3 separate regions of the Sus scrofa genome follow, and all the other regions are linked to region 3. The links are chromatin contacts, called in public HiChIP or PLAC-seq and promoter capture Hi-C maps. All regions are on one chromosome and are shown on one strand. Each heading gives the region's core, a stretch centred on a gene start, on an enhancer-like site or on the middle of the called end of the contact. The rest is flanking DNA. Distances are from core to core; before and after follow the strand shown. Region 1 holds the start of CD302 (CD302 molecule). Region 2 holds the start of MARCH7 (E3 ubiquitin-protein ligase MARCH7). Region 3 holds the start of WDSUB1 (WD repeat, SAM and U-box domain-containing protein 1).

Region 1 (4,258 bases), core at 231-2,730, 490 kb after region 3:
CTCTAAAGAAGAGAGATATCAAAATCTAGAAATGGATTTTTTAAAAACGAAGTATTTTTTAACTTAACCTGATGGATGAAGGCACGGGCAACCCATGGAGCGGCTTAAATGTGCGTTTAGATGTTACTGGAAAACTGAACGAGGGCACGTACGAGGAGGGCTTCGCACAAAGTCTCGTCCAGCCTTGTCTTGGACCAAACTAACGTGCTCAGTCTAAACGGTGTGAAAATCTTGTTTCTGTGCCTCCACAGGCATAAATAGTCATAAATGCTGGTGGACAAATGGTTTCAGGAAAGGAGCTTTGAGTTTGCAAGCAAGTTCTGAGCTGCTTACTCTACTGCTGCCTCCAACACTGAGATCCTTTAACATATTTCTGTCGGTCAGCAGGCTTCTAGCAGGAATTTATAAAATGACAGTGAAATTCAGGAGAAAAAAAAAGCCAAACTCTTGCATAATCACTTTATTCAAACCCATGCAAGTATTCACTTAGTTCTTGTTTATTTTGTTCTTTAATTCCCAGAGCTGGTCAATTAACAGTGGTTTTGGATGGAAGTTCTTTCCCCAGTTTTCCCTCTCAACATTTTCGACATGGTTGCATGGGAAACTTGCAAAAAGAAAAACAAACACAAACCATATTCAACAGAATTGTCTGTTTTCCTCAGGATTCATTTTGGAAATGACTACGAGTAATTTTTCAGATGTCACTAGTACAAGAGCAGGCTAGACTTAAAAAGATTTTAAAAGCACACGACTTCAGTGGAATCCAAGTCTCTCCTGTTCACGTCCCAATTCCATCCAGGGGGTTATTTGGCTGAACTGTTTTCCTGTTTCAACAGCTTGAGCACCAACCGACTGGACAAACAACACGGAGAGCAAAGAAGGGCCAGCTTCCTCGCACCCCCACCCCCACCGCACAAAAGCTGTGGAAATCTCCACAGCTAACTTGGCCACTTCTCCTTTCTGCTCCAATGGCCCTGAAGCTATGTTCGTCCCGGGACTCTAAGCCCCTCTGCCCTCCTGTCAATTAGCCCCCGTTTGGGGACCTCTCCCTGCGAGTGGGGTCTGCACTGAGGATGTGCACACGACTGGACAGGGGGTTCGCTCTCAGGTCCCCGGCGGCCCCCTCCCTGGCGGGCGCCCTCGTCGGAACCCAGGCGACGCAAAGGAGGGGGTGCTGATCTGACCCCGGGGCGCACGGGGTGGGCGTGGGGGAAAGCGTGGGATGCCCGTGGGGATGCAGCCCTCCGCCATCGACAGGGTGTAGGGTCTCCCCCGGTTCAGGGGGTTGTGGGGGCGGAGAGGTGGGGCCGAGCGGGGAGCGAGGCGAAAGCGGTCAGTCTGCGTCCCAGCTCTCAGGCCGAGGAGGTGGCGCACCAAGGGGGCAGCTTACCCACGGCGGCGGCGGCGGCGGCGGCGGCGGCGGTGGCGGCGGCGAGGCCCAACAGCGGCAACAGGAGCGCGGGTGGCGCGGCCCGGGCCATGACGGCGGGTGCGGGCCCGGCGCGCTGCTCGGAAGTGCGGAGCCGCAGCCCGACCCCTCCCACCTGCGCCCCCGCCGACCCGAGAACCCGCCCGCGCTGCCTTCTGGGCCCGCGCACAGCTCTCCGTGATTTTCAAAACTTTTGCTCTTAACTGAAATGTCAGCCTGTCAAAAATGTTGCCAAAATAGTACAAGGAGTTTCCATAACCTTTCAACCAGCTTTCCAAGTAGTAACGTCCTATGTGACTTCAGTACAATGGTCAAAGCCAGTGTATTAACCCTGGTGCGATAACATGAACTCATCTGCAGCCTTTATCACATTTCGCCAATTGCCCAGTTGTTCTTTTACTGTTCTAAAATTCATCTGCGTTGAGATGTCACGGGTACCCTCAATTTCTTGAATGCGGGACAGTTCCGTATCATTGCTTGTCTTTTGCCACCTGGACATAGGTTTGGAGAGTTCCAGCCAGTCGTTGTGCAGAATGTCCTTCAGTTTCAGTTTATCTACTATTTTCCTCTTGAGGGAGATTGGAGGACAAGCATTCAGGTTATGTTTATGTTTTTGTTTTGTTATTTTTTATTTTTTTATTTTTTGGCAAGAATACCGCAGAAGTCATATGCCTGGCGCAGGAGGGCCGTGCTGTTTCTCTCATCACTGGAGATGTTCATGTTGATTACTTGTTAAAGTGGTGTTTGTCCTTTGGACCCAATGACCAGAAACATTTTCAAAAGCCCTCTTTCAATGGACTGTGTCCCTCAGATGATTTGTCACTAGCTTTGTTACCAGCTCCTGGATTAAAGGTCTTTAAACTGTGGTTGCACAGCCCTGGGAAGGAACCAACTCTGATGGATACTTAATCTTGAATTTCTAGCCTCCAGAACTGTGACATAAAAAATTTCTGTTGTTAAGGAAAAGAAAACTATACTTGTTATTATATATATAAACTATGTAAGTATAACTTGATTGGGGAGGGCCTCTGGAACCAGACAACCAGGGCCAAGCAGGCTTCTTATTTAAGCCCTGAATAGCTTCATGTCATTAGCAAAAGAGTGCTTTAAAACTGCGTCTAAACTCAACAATACAAATGACTCAATTTAAAATGTACAAAAGCTCTGAAGAGACACCTTGCCAAAGAAGATATACAGATGGCAAAAAGCATACGAAAACACACTCAACATATGTCACCAGGAAACTGCAGATTAAAACAAAAATGAAATACCATTACACATTATTAAAATGGATTTTTTTTTTTTTTTGCTTCTTAGGGCCACACCCACAGGATATGGAGGTTCCCAGGCTAGGGGTCTAATTGGAGCTGCAGCTGCCAGCCACGCCACACCCATGCCGGATCACCACAGCCATGCCAGAATGGAGCCGCGTCTTCAGCCTACACATCGCACTGCCAGATCCGACCCATGTCTGTGACTTACACCACTGCTCACAGCAATGCCAGATCCTTAACCCACTGAGCAAGGCCAGGGATCAAACCTGCAACCTCATGGTTCCTAGTCAGATTTGTTTCTGCTGTGCCAGGACAGGAATTCCCTAAAATGGCTTTTAAAATCCAAAACACTGACAATACCAAATGCTGATGAAGATGTATAGCAAAAGAAACTCTCATTCACTTCTGGTGAGAATGCAAAATGGTACAGCCACTTTGGAAAACAATTTGGCAGCTTCTCACAAAACTAAATATACTCTTACCATATGATTGAGTGATCATGCTCCTCAGTATTTATTTATCCAAGCAAGTTGAAACTTTACATACACACAAAATTTTGCATATATATATATGTATGTATTTATTTATTTAGTAGCTTTATCTATAATTGCCAAAACCCGGAAGCAACCCAGATGTCCTTCAGTAGGTGAATGGATAAATAAATCATGGTGTATCCAGATAATGGAATATTATTCAGCACTAAAAAGAAATGAGGAGTTCCCGTCGTGGCGCAGTGGTTAACGAATCCGACTAGGAACCATGAGGTTGCGGGTTCCGTCCCTGCCCTTGCTCAGTGGGTTAACGATCCGGCATTGCCGTGAGCTGTGGTGTAGGTTGCAGACGTGGCTCGGATCCCGCGTTGCTGTGGCTCTGGCGTAGGCTGGTGGCTACGGCTCCGATTCAACCTCTAGCCTGGGAACCTCCATATGCCGCGGGAGCGGCCCAAGAAATAGCAACAACAACAACAACAACAACAAAAGACAAAAGACAAAAAAAAAAAAAAAAAAAGAAATGAGCTATCAAGCCATGGAAAGACCTGGAGGAACCTTAAATAACATTACTAAGTGAAAGAAGCCAATCTGAAAAGGCTACATGCCCTATGATTTCAACTTTATATTTTGCAAAAGGCAAAACTATGGTGACAGTAAAAAATATCAGTGGTTGCCAACAGTTGGGGGAGATGAGGAGGGAGGCATGATAAGTGGAGCACAAAGAACTTGTAGCACGTTGAAACTGTACTGGGAGTTCCTGTCATGGTGAAGTGGAAATGAATCCGACTAGGAACAATGAGGTTTCGGGTTCGATCCCTGGCCTCGCTCAGTGGGTTAAGGATCCGGCATTGCTGTGAGCAGTGGTGTAAGTCACAGACATGGGTTGGATCTGGTGTGACTGTGGCTGTGGCCTGCAGCTACATCTCTGATTCAACACCTAGCCTGGGAACCTCCATATGCCACAGGTGCGGCCCTAAAAAGACATAAAGGACAAAAAAAAAAAAAAAAAAGAAACCGTTTTGTGTGAATTTGTAATGGTAGTTACATATCATACATTTATCAAA
Region 2 (4,780 bases), core at 1,985-4,484, 410 kb after region 3:
TTAGGTTGCACTCCCAGCTTACGGAAGTTCCTAGGCTAGGGACTGAATTGGAGCTGTGGATGATGGCCTAAAATCATAGCCACAGGAATGCCAGATCTGAGCCATGTCTTAAACCTAAAAAGCAACTCCAGGCAAAGTGGATCCTTAACCCACTGAGTGAGGCCAGGGATTGAATGTGCATCCTCACAGATACTAGTCAGGTTTGTTACTGCTGAGCCACCATGAGAAATCTTAATTCACCAAATTATTAAATCATGAGGTTATTATTTTGGGAATAAAAAGAATTTTTTACATCAAAGATTTAAAATAACAGACCTGGAGTTCCCGTCGTGGCGCAGTGGTTAACGAATCTGACTAGGAACCATTAGGTTGCAGGTTCGGTCCCTGCCCTTGCTCAGTGGGTTAACGATCTGGCGTTGCCATGAGCTGTGGTGTAGGTTGCAGACGTGGCTCAGATCCTGCGTTGCTGTGGCTCTGGTGGAGGCTGGTGGCTACGGCTCCGATTAGACCCCTAGCCTGGGAACCTCCATGTGCCACAGGAGCGGCCCAAGAAATAGCAAAAAAAAAAAAAAAAAAAAAAAAAAAAAGATAAAATAACAGACCTTTTAAGTAACATATTTCCTAGGAAAAATCCTCAATTAGAGGCTTTTTTAAAAAATGAAAGAGAATTCTAACCTATCAGGTAGGCGAGGAAGTACTTAAGCATAAGAACAAAGGGTTGTTATGATCATGTTATGACCAACAATAGACAAATTTACAAAGTAGAAGAGAAAAAATTAATAATAGTAAAGAAGGCCTTAATTTAGAAAAGAAGCCACCTTCGAAAATGGGAACTAATGTGTTGGTGTGGCAAGTGGAGAACAAAGATATTTAGATACAAAAAGGTATGTCAGAGTTGGTCATAAGGAAAAAAAGTTGAGCAAAGGAAGGTCAAGTAGGGGAACTCTAAAAAAGGCAACCATTGGGTCTCAATTGGCCAGAACAGTTCTAAGTTTAAATCATTTTGCCTGTCAAATCACTGATCTTGATTTTAAGTTCATAAAATATAGTCTAGATTGTACCTATTTGTATCCATGATCCCTACCAAATTGTCTTTAACACAGAAAATCTCAATAATTATCAGCTGATAATGATAATTATCTGGAAACTCAAATCACAGAAAGCACATTAAAAAAACAATATCAATTAATAATAATTCTTAAAGAATAAAAACATACTTATGAGTGGTCATTATTTACTAGCATTAATAAGAAATTAGAGTCTGGAAAGTCTGCTTAGCATATGAAATTGGTGCCAACTCACCTCTGTTGATATTTTATAAGTGTTGGTTGGGGATGAAGTGATAATCTGCCAAAATCTGAATCATCCTTGCCAGGTTTGGGGGTTCTGTAGAGAAGACACCTTTACCAGGTCTGACTGCCATAGCTCAGGAAAATGGTGCGGTCATTCCTCTTAACGTAGAATGTACTTGAGATGTTTAAGGGACCTATGTAATAAGGTCCAGAAAGACAGTATTAGTAGTGGTTTAGATATGGAATGTAATAGTTAACAATTATGGAATGCTTAAACTATGTTCTAGGCACTGATGCATTAACCCATTTAATCTTTTCAACAACCCTATGAGTTATAGGTACTCCAACCCACATTTTATAGGAAACCTTGGCTTGGCAAGGTTAAGGAATTGCTCAAGATAACAAAGGGAGTAAGAGGCAGGGCTAAAATTTGAACCCATGCAGCCTGTGCTCAGGGTGTCTATGTTCATAACCACAATGCTACAGGTAGACTCAAACAGTTGGAAGAAACCTGGGCAAATTTTCTATAAAGAGCAAATTAATTTTCTCAAACAATCCCTGTTCACTTTATTCCATATTAGATAGTCTTCAACTCACCTTTTTTTTTTTTTTTTTTTCTTGGTCTTTTTAGGGCTGCACACACGGCACATGGAGGTTCTCAGGCTAGGGGTTGAATAGGAGCTGCAGCTGCCAGCCTACACCACAGCCAGAGCAATGCCAGATCTGAGCCTCATCTGCAACCTACACCACAGCTCATGGCAATGCTGGATCCTTAACCCACTAGGCGAGGCCAGGAATCAAAGCCACCTCCTCACGGATACTAGTCGGATATGTTAACTGCTGAGCCACAATGGGAACTCCTTCAACTCACATTTTAAAGAGATAGAATGGCATTTATATGCCAACTTTAAATAATAATTATCTTTAATATTTTACAATTTACAATAGTGAAGAATGAACAGTCTGTTAGTTTCTAAGACAGAGGGATGATACATTTCACCCTCCGGATGAAATAACAAAAACCACAAACTTCATACTACATTTATTGAAATTACTTGGATCTAAAGAATTGCTTAAACAACCTAATGAAAATAGGTCAGTGTACCAATCAAGTGTAATCAGTATGCCTCCAAGTTTCAATAACTTAATCTTTACTGGTGAAGAACTTTGATGTTTGGTACATTATTCAAAATCCACATATTCACCTAAATTCACCGAAATTGTGGCTTTTTCCTCTAATCTACTCCTTTTCATTAGGATTCTTTTATATCTTGGTTTACCACATTTACAGATTTCTGAAAGTTTCGTCTCATTCTCGTCAGGCCATTTACCTCACAATTTTCCTCTCTAAATGGATGAATTCTTACTGCAAAATCTGTAGCTACACTACCAAAGATTAGTAAAACGATCTTAAAAGACTTGTCTAAGAAACTACACCACCACCACTGAATTACAACCAGTAACAAATGGTCCGGGACAAATCCACTCCAACCTTTAAAGGAGAGGGTTCGGATACACAGGGCAGACAGGGAATGGGAGGAGGGGAGGTCGGAAAAGGCAGTGTTTGATTCAAGTCAATAAACATTGACTGCGCCACTCCTCAAGCGGAAAAAAAAAGGGGCGGGGGCGGTATTTTGAGCAGTGGGCCTTGCAGGTTTGCAGGAGGAGGCAAGAGCCTGTGCCACGGACTTGGGCTCTGGAGAACGGCAGGGCTGGATACCAGCCCTTCGCCAAGCCAGGCGAGGGCGGCCAACTAGGGCCGGGCCTCCAGCGCCCAGCTCCCGGCGCCCGCACCCTCGCAAGCCCGCCGGCCGACCAGTCGAAGCCGCTTACCGATGGCGCCTCGCTGACTCCCCAGGGGCAGCCCTTCAACGGTTGCCGCAGTCAGAGCACCACCCCGCGGTGGGGTACGTCGAGTCCGCCCGCAGTTCTCGGGTCCGCGGAGCTTCGCCACTCTCGCGAGAAGTCGGCGGAATCCGCGAAGTGGTGGGGTTGGGGGAAGGAAGAGAAGGGAGGGGCTTTTAACGGTGGCGGCTGCTTCTGCGCCTGATCCTGGAGAAGGGCGGGCGCCATTGTGCTTCGCCGCCGACTGTTCAGCCTCATTTAGAGGCCTAGAACTCAGAGGAAGAAGGTAGTGGTGTGATCGCTGGGAGCCGGACGCGCCTGTTCGGTGTTAGCACCGGAAGAAGGGGAATAAGCTGCGGAGTTTGGGCTTCTACCTCTGGGGTAGGTGGTTCTAGTCTAGGCCGCTGGTGGGGGAGGGGAGGAAATGAAGTGCGGCCCCGGGGACGCGGAGGCCCCTGCTTCCTTCCTCTCTAGATGGGGTGAAGGAGCTTGATCCCGCGAACGAAGCGGAGCTGTCCGCAGGCCTTCTTTGCCCGGAGCCTTTCGTCCCGTGGTGGAGTTTTGTGACGGGTGAAGGGGGCAGGTTGTGCGTCTTCCATATGGACTTGCGGCGGGCTCGGGCAAGGGGCTTGAGCCATATTTTGGCCTTTGGCGGCCTCCCCTTAGGTTGGGTTTAGGAGGGTCTTTACCGAGCCCCGAGGGCGAGCAGTGTCACGTGTAAAATATTTAATGAGCGAGGTGTTGAAGGCCAAGAGACTCAGGGCTCTGCCAGCCCAGCCTTGAATTGTAGGGACTTTGCCAGCACCTTAGATGCGGTAAATATTTGCTGATTGATTGTCCAAGTTCTTGAGTATCGTAATAACTTTGGGCTTTCTTTTGCTTTGTGGTAAATTGTACGTTCTTCAAATGGAAATACGTGATGATATGTGTAAGAACGGACTTGTTGGCCTAAGAAGTAAAAATATGGAGGGCATCAGTAGAACATAGTACTCCTTCATTTTGATGAAACTGCATAATGAAGATGACTGTGTACACACACCAAAAATACTGTAATTCTTTTTTCCTACGTACAGATGTAAATATATGGGCAACATCTCTCTTGGTAATAAATTCATCACGAATGCTGTCGTTTGTCACTATTAAGAACAAAGGTGCCAAGTGAAGTGGAATTCAGTAAGATTTTTTTTTTCCGATTTTGTATAATATTTTAGTTTTTTTTTTCATTTTAAAAATAATTTAAAAATCTCTCCTTGCTCTCATCTGTCCGTTTCTGTCTAGAGCCAAGAGGTAAGGTTAAAGATGAATTTTTGACTTAAAAATCAAATGGTATACCATTGTTAAAAAGGCAGGCATATAGTGTAACTAGATTTTTGCTTTCCTTTGAGATAAAATTTTGTTTCAGAAATGGGGTCATTACAGAATTCCCTGGTGGCTCAGCAGGCTAAGAATCTGGAGTTGTAACTGCTATGAGTGGATACTGCTGTGAAGGGGGGGGGCGTCCCTGGCTGGGGAACTTCCGCATGCCTCAGGTGTAGCCAAAAAACAAACAAAATCCGTATTAAAAATTTTTTAAAAAATGAGGTCAGTGTTTCATTTACAGCTCTACATACAGCATTTTGTGAAACCTCAGGGGTATATGAGGC
Region 3 (4,232 bases), core at 765-3,264:
ATTCCAGATCTGCTAATCTCAACTCAAAAATATTTTTCACTATTTTAACAAACTCTCCCTCTCCTTGCACCGGATGGAGACAAGGCTATTCCTCTGCCTCTAAGATGGGGAACTATATGGTTCACTCACAAAAAGTTTCATTTACAATTTAAATGAAAACTATCATGTCATGGTCTGTCATCTTGTCTAACAAAAAATAAAATAAGTAAGAGATTTGTGGTGAAGAACCAATGTAATAAATCAAGGAAACCAAAAAGAATGGCAAAAAATGGACCTGGCCAGTTGCACTGAAAAACAAATTTACAAATTTATAATAAAATCCAAACTCCTCACTACAGCTTACAAAACCCTCTATGACCCAGCTCTTGCCTGCCTACTTTTCAGATCTCAACTCACCACTTTCTCTCTCCCACTTCTTTCCAGCCTCCCTAGTCCAAAGGATTACATTAAAGATCTTCACCAAGTGGTTTTCTTAGGCTTAAATTCTCTTCTCTCTGCTTTTGGGATCTTATTTCTCATTCAGATTTCAATTTCAGCGTCCTTCCCAATCTAAAGTAGCCACTCTCTAGGCTAATGTATCACCCTACTTTAATCCTCAGCCTATCAATTACCAACAACCGACATTCACTTGTCTCCCTGCCCCCCAACTACAATGTAAACTCCACAACAGTAATCTGTTCCATCTTGCTATCCACAGCATGGAAAACAATGGTGTCAGCACATAACGTGGTCAAATAAATATTTGTTGAATTAACATGTTTTCCAAACCCAGCTGGGTTCTATTCTTTAAATATTATAGACTATTAATACAAAACGATTAGAAAATTAAAAATAAAGCTACCAAATGCTTTGTTAAAAAAATCCGACAGCGGAAAAATGGTGCAGAACGAGGCAATCAGCCCTGAAGGGACAGGTATAACCTTTAATTGTAAAATTTATAATGCCTTGTTCTAATGTTACTTACAGAAAGCTTTACAAATAGATGGAGCATGTCTTTTCGATATCTTATCCCAAAAGTTCAGCCTCTCTTTTTCAAACAAACTACAATGAAACCTAAAAAACTGAAAAACCAGCAAAAAAAAAAAAAAGTTCTGGTAGATTACCGCCTGTTTTGTTGCACTGAAAACAAGTGCGATCAGGTGGTGCTTTCTGGAGAGCTCCCAAGCCCCAACTATGCAAGTGCACACAAGCAATTTTCCAAACAAACTTGCTTCTTCACCCCTGTGGCACTCATTTCCTTTTGCAGTTCTAGGAGACCCCAGAGTCAGAAGGACGAAACCGAAATCAGCTGCACAGTTTGTTTTGAAAAGGTCTCTCAAGCCCCCTACCTGCTTTGGGGAGTAGGTATCCACCTTCAAGACATAAAGCCAAACACTCACAGGCAAACCGGGTCAACTCGCCAGTGTGAACACAGGCATCCCTATCTAATGCAAAGCAAACCCGAAATGGCAAAGAATCCCCCCGAATGTAAAACCGGCGACCTACTTCCCCTGGACGCGGGGACCAAGGATTTGCCCAACGTCGAGCCAGCCGGTTCTCGGCGGAAGGAGCAGACCGAGCGGACGGAGGCAGGAGCGCGGCCGGAGGAGAGCAGGGCCTTCCAGGGCGCAGGAACCGGAGTTCGGGGTAGGACCGGGGAGAGTGCAGCCGGGGCTTCCACACCTCAGCGGGAGCACCCGCCCGGCTCTCAGCCGAGACAGAACAACCTTGCCCCGCTCCGGTCAAGGGCTCAGCTAGTCCCTGTCGCGCGCTTAGAACCAGATGCGGAGAAACAGGAGGGTTTCGACACCGGAACACGGCGGGCTGACCCCAGTCACACTCCCCCACCTGCCGCCGCTGCAGCTAAACTGGCCCAGGAGCGCGACACCTTTCACCTGGAAGACCCACGACGCCTGGGTTCCGCCCTCAGGGGCCCTGCAAGCAGCACAGCACACGTGACACGCAGGTGAGCCGGGTGGAGCTGGCACGGGTAGAGGCCCTAAGGCTAAAGAATAGGCTCCGCCCCCCTGAGGGGTCGGCCCGCGCTGCGGCGCATGCGCGCCCTTTCGCCCTCTGATGGGGAGGTCTCTAAATTCTGCCTCTAGGATTCAAAAGAGTCCAGACTTGGGGAGATATTTTAGTTGAAATTTTTTTCCAGTTGAGGAAGCTGAAATCCCAACGTTTAGCGAATGTCTGAGATGCGGTTTTACAGGAGGGATTATACAACTCTCCAGTTATTCCAGCTCAAAATTTTGAATCTTGTTCCTCTCTTTATCCCCGTCCCCTGCCCCGTCTATTTTCTGACCTCCTGATTGGTCTTTTCTGTTTAGGCTAGCTCTGACCTCGGCTGTCCATAAATTCTGCCACAGCCTTTGTGCCCAGGTTACCCACATCTCTTTTTCTAAGGTGGGCTCCTCACCCCTGGGCCCTGGTCCTGTCGTTCTCCTGTTCGCTAAATAGGTCCAGGTGGATATCCTGGCATCACCTGAACCCAATGTGCGTTTCTTCTAGCGTTGCCGACTGTCTCCTAATTTCACGGATAGACCTATGTGTCTACGGAGTGGTCTTGCCAAGCCCTTTTGAGGTTAAAAAAATTGACCAGGAAAAAAACTTCCCAGGCATGCTAATACCTATCATCTTAGGGCAGGACACAGTATAGGACCATGTTCGGGTGAAAGTCAAAGATACAAACAAAAGTGTTTTCTTCAATGAGGAAATAAATTATCAACCCAAGGAAGCCAAAGTCTTATATTTGAAAAGTAATAACCTAAAATATTCATATTTAAACATGAAATTGAGATCGCTGGAAAATATTTGTAAAAGGGGAGATCAAAATTCATGATTTTGAGATGCTCCTGTGATTTTTATTTATTTTTGCTTATTGGGACCACACCTGTGGCATGTGGAAGTTCCCTGGCTAGGAGTCAAATCCGAGGTACAGCAAACTATGTCTGCAACCTCACCACAGCTCAGGGCAAGGCATGATCCTTAACCCACTGAGAAAGGTCAGGGATTGAACACATGTCATCATGGATACTAGCCAGGTTCATTACCACTGAGACACAAGGGGAACTTCTGCTCCTGTGATTTTTAAATCGATTAACAAGTGCATTATGACTGAGACTTTGAAATCTGATTATGTGCCAAATACTGCCAAATTAGTATTTTTCTAAAAGTGAAACTGACAGCACTAATGGCCTGAACCCAGCCAGAACACAGATTGGGACTTGAACCCATGTTTTTAAATTCGAGTTACCCTGTGTCTGGATTCACTAAGGTTTGGGTTCTTTGTGCCTCAGTGCAGCAGTAATTTTCAGTGAGAGACAAAGTGATAGGTAAAAAACAGATTTAGTAGGATAGACCGCTTATAAGAGATGCAAGCAGGCAGACAAGGAAGCTCTGCCTGAGGATCTGGTGGGCCACAGTTTTATCATCCAAGGGAGGCAGGGGTTGGAAAGGCTCGCCTCTTTAGTATCCGGTAAGGTGTGCATTCAAATCAGCTGAAGGGTGGTCCTCAAACTCCTGCCCTAGGTCTGAATCTGAATGCAGGCCTCATCCCATCCCCCACCCAAAGACCTGAGGCAATTCTTGAACCTCCGCTAGTTAAGCAAGCCTGCTTTTCTCTAACTTACAGTGGTCTCCCCGCATCCCCCAGGTTTCCCTCTTTATCTATGGTACCCTATTGGGACTTCTACAACCACCTATGCCTACTCTAGCCCTATCAAAAGCAATTTTTTAATTGTATAAATAATAGAGCTCTCTGTAGGAAATAGAGAAACTATAAATAAGAAAAATAGCTAATAATCATACTATCCAATGATAAGCCACCCAGAGATAACACTTCCTTTCAATCTTTCATGCGTTAAGATCAATAATTTTACACAAAGACCTGCAAACTACCTTTCCAACTTAAACTTGTAGGCTGAGCATTTCCAAGTCTAAAATTTCTTCCGTAGTTTAATTACTGTTTCTGCCTAATGGTCCACACCTCCAGAAACATACCGCAATTTATTTAACATTTTCCCAATTGTTTCAATATTTTTGTGCTTCTTATAAATAATACTGGATTCAATGACTTTGTGCATAAATCCTTATTCACATTAATGAACATATGCTAAGGAAATTGTTAAATAGAAATGGAATTACTGGACATAACATAGTTTTAATAAATTTTGCCATATTGCTTTTCAGAGAGGTTGTATGTTTTTCACTCTCAGCAGCATATGGTGGTGCCTGTCCCTCCACATTCTTGA

Evidence for each region. Promoter capture Hi-C pulls out the DNA fragments that hold promoters and counts their contacts. HiChIP or PLAC-seq counts read pairs in DNA pulled down with a chosen protein or histone mark.
Region 1: a contact with region 3 is called in an H3K27ac HiChIP or PLAC-seq map of skeletal muscle, with 3 times the contacts expected there. The contact joins the promoter of CD302 here to the promoter of WDSUB1 in region 3. A contact is called at or near these places in 1 of 47 Hi-C or Micro-C datasets (embryonic fibroblasts) and 1 of 2 datasets of contacts at active chromatin or transcription factors (skeletal muscle).
Region 2: a contact with region 3 is called in a promoter capture Hi-C map of liver, with 4 times the contacts expected there. The contact joins the promoter of MARCH7 here to the promoter of WDSUB1 in region 3. A contact is called at or near these places in 2 of 5 promoter capture datasets (fetal liver and liver), 3 of 47 Hi-C or Micro-C datasets (embryonic fibroblasts, epiblast stem cells and fibroblasts) and 2 of 2 datasets of contacts at active chromatin or transcription factors (alveolar macrophages and skeletal muscle).

What each region holds. Positions count from the first base shown.
Region 1 is chr15:66,731,110-66,735,367 of Sscrofa11.1, forward strand. It overlaps CD302 (CD302 molecule), which reads right to left and starts at 1,481. Exons shown (of 6, transcript NM_001110425.1): 1 at 1,391-1,481. The coding sequence starts at 1,481.
Region 2 is chr15:66,646,129-66,650,908 of Sscrofa11.1, forward strand. MARCH7 (E3 ubiquitin-protein ligase MARCH7) reads left to right here and starts at 3,235. Exons shown (of 10, transcript XR_299495.3): 1 at 3,235-3,518. LOC110256931 (a long non-coding RNA gene) reads right to left here and starts at 3,262. Exons shown (of 5, transcript XR_002339014.1): 1 at 3,126-3,262; 2 at 1,303-1,486.
Region 3 is chr15:66,237,187-66,241,418 of Sscrofa11.1, forward strand. WDSUB1 (WD repeat, SAM and U-box domain-containing protein 1) reads right to left here and starts at 2,015. Exons shown (of 11, transcript XM_021074784.1): 1 at 1,875-2,015.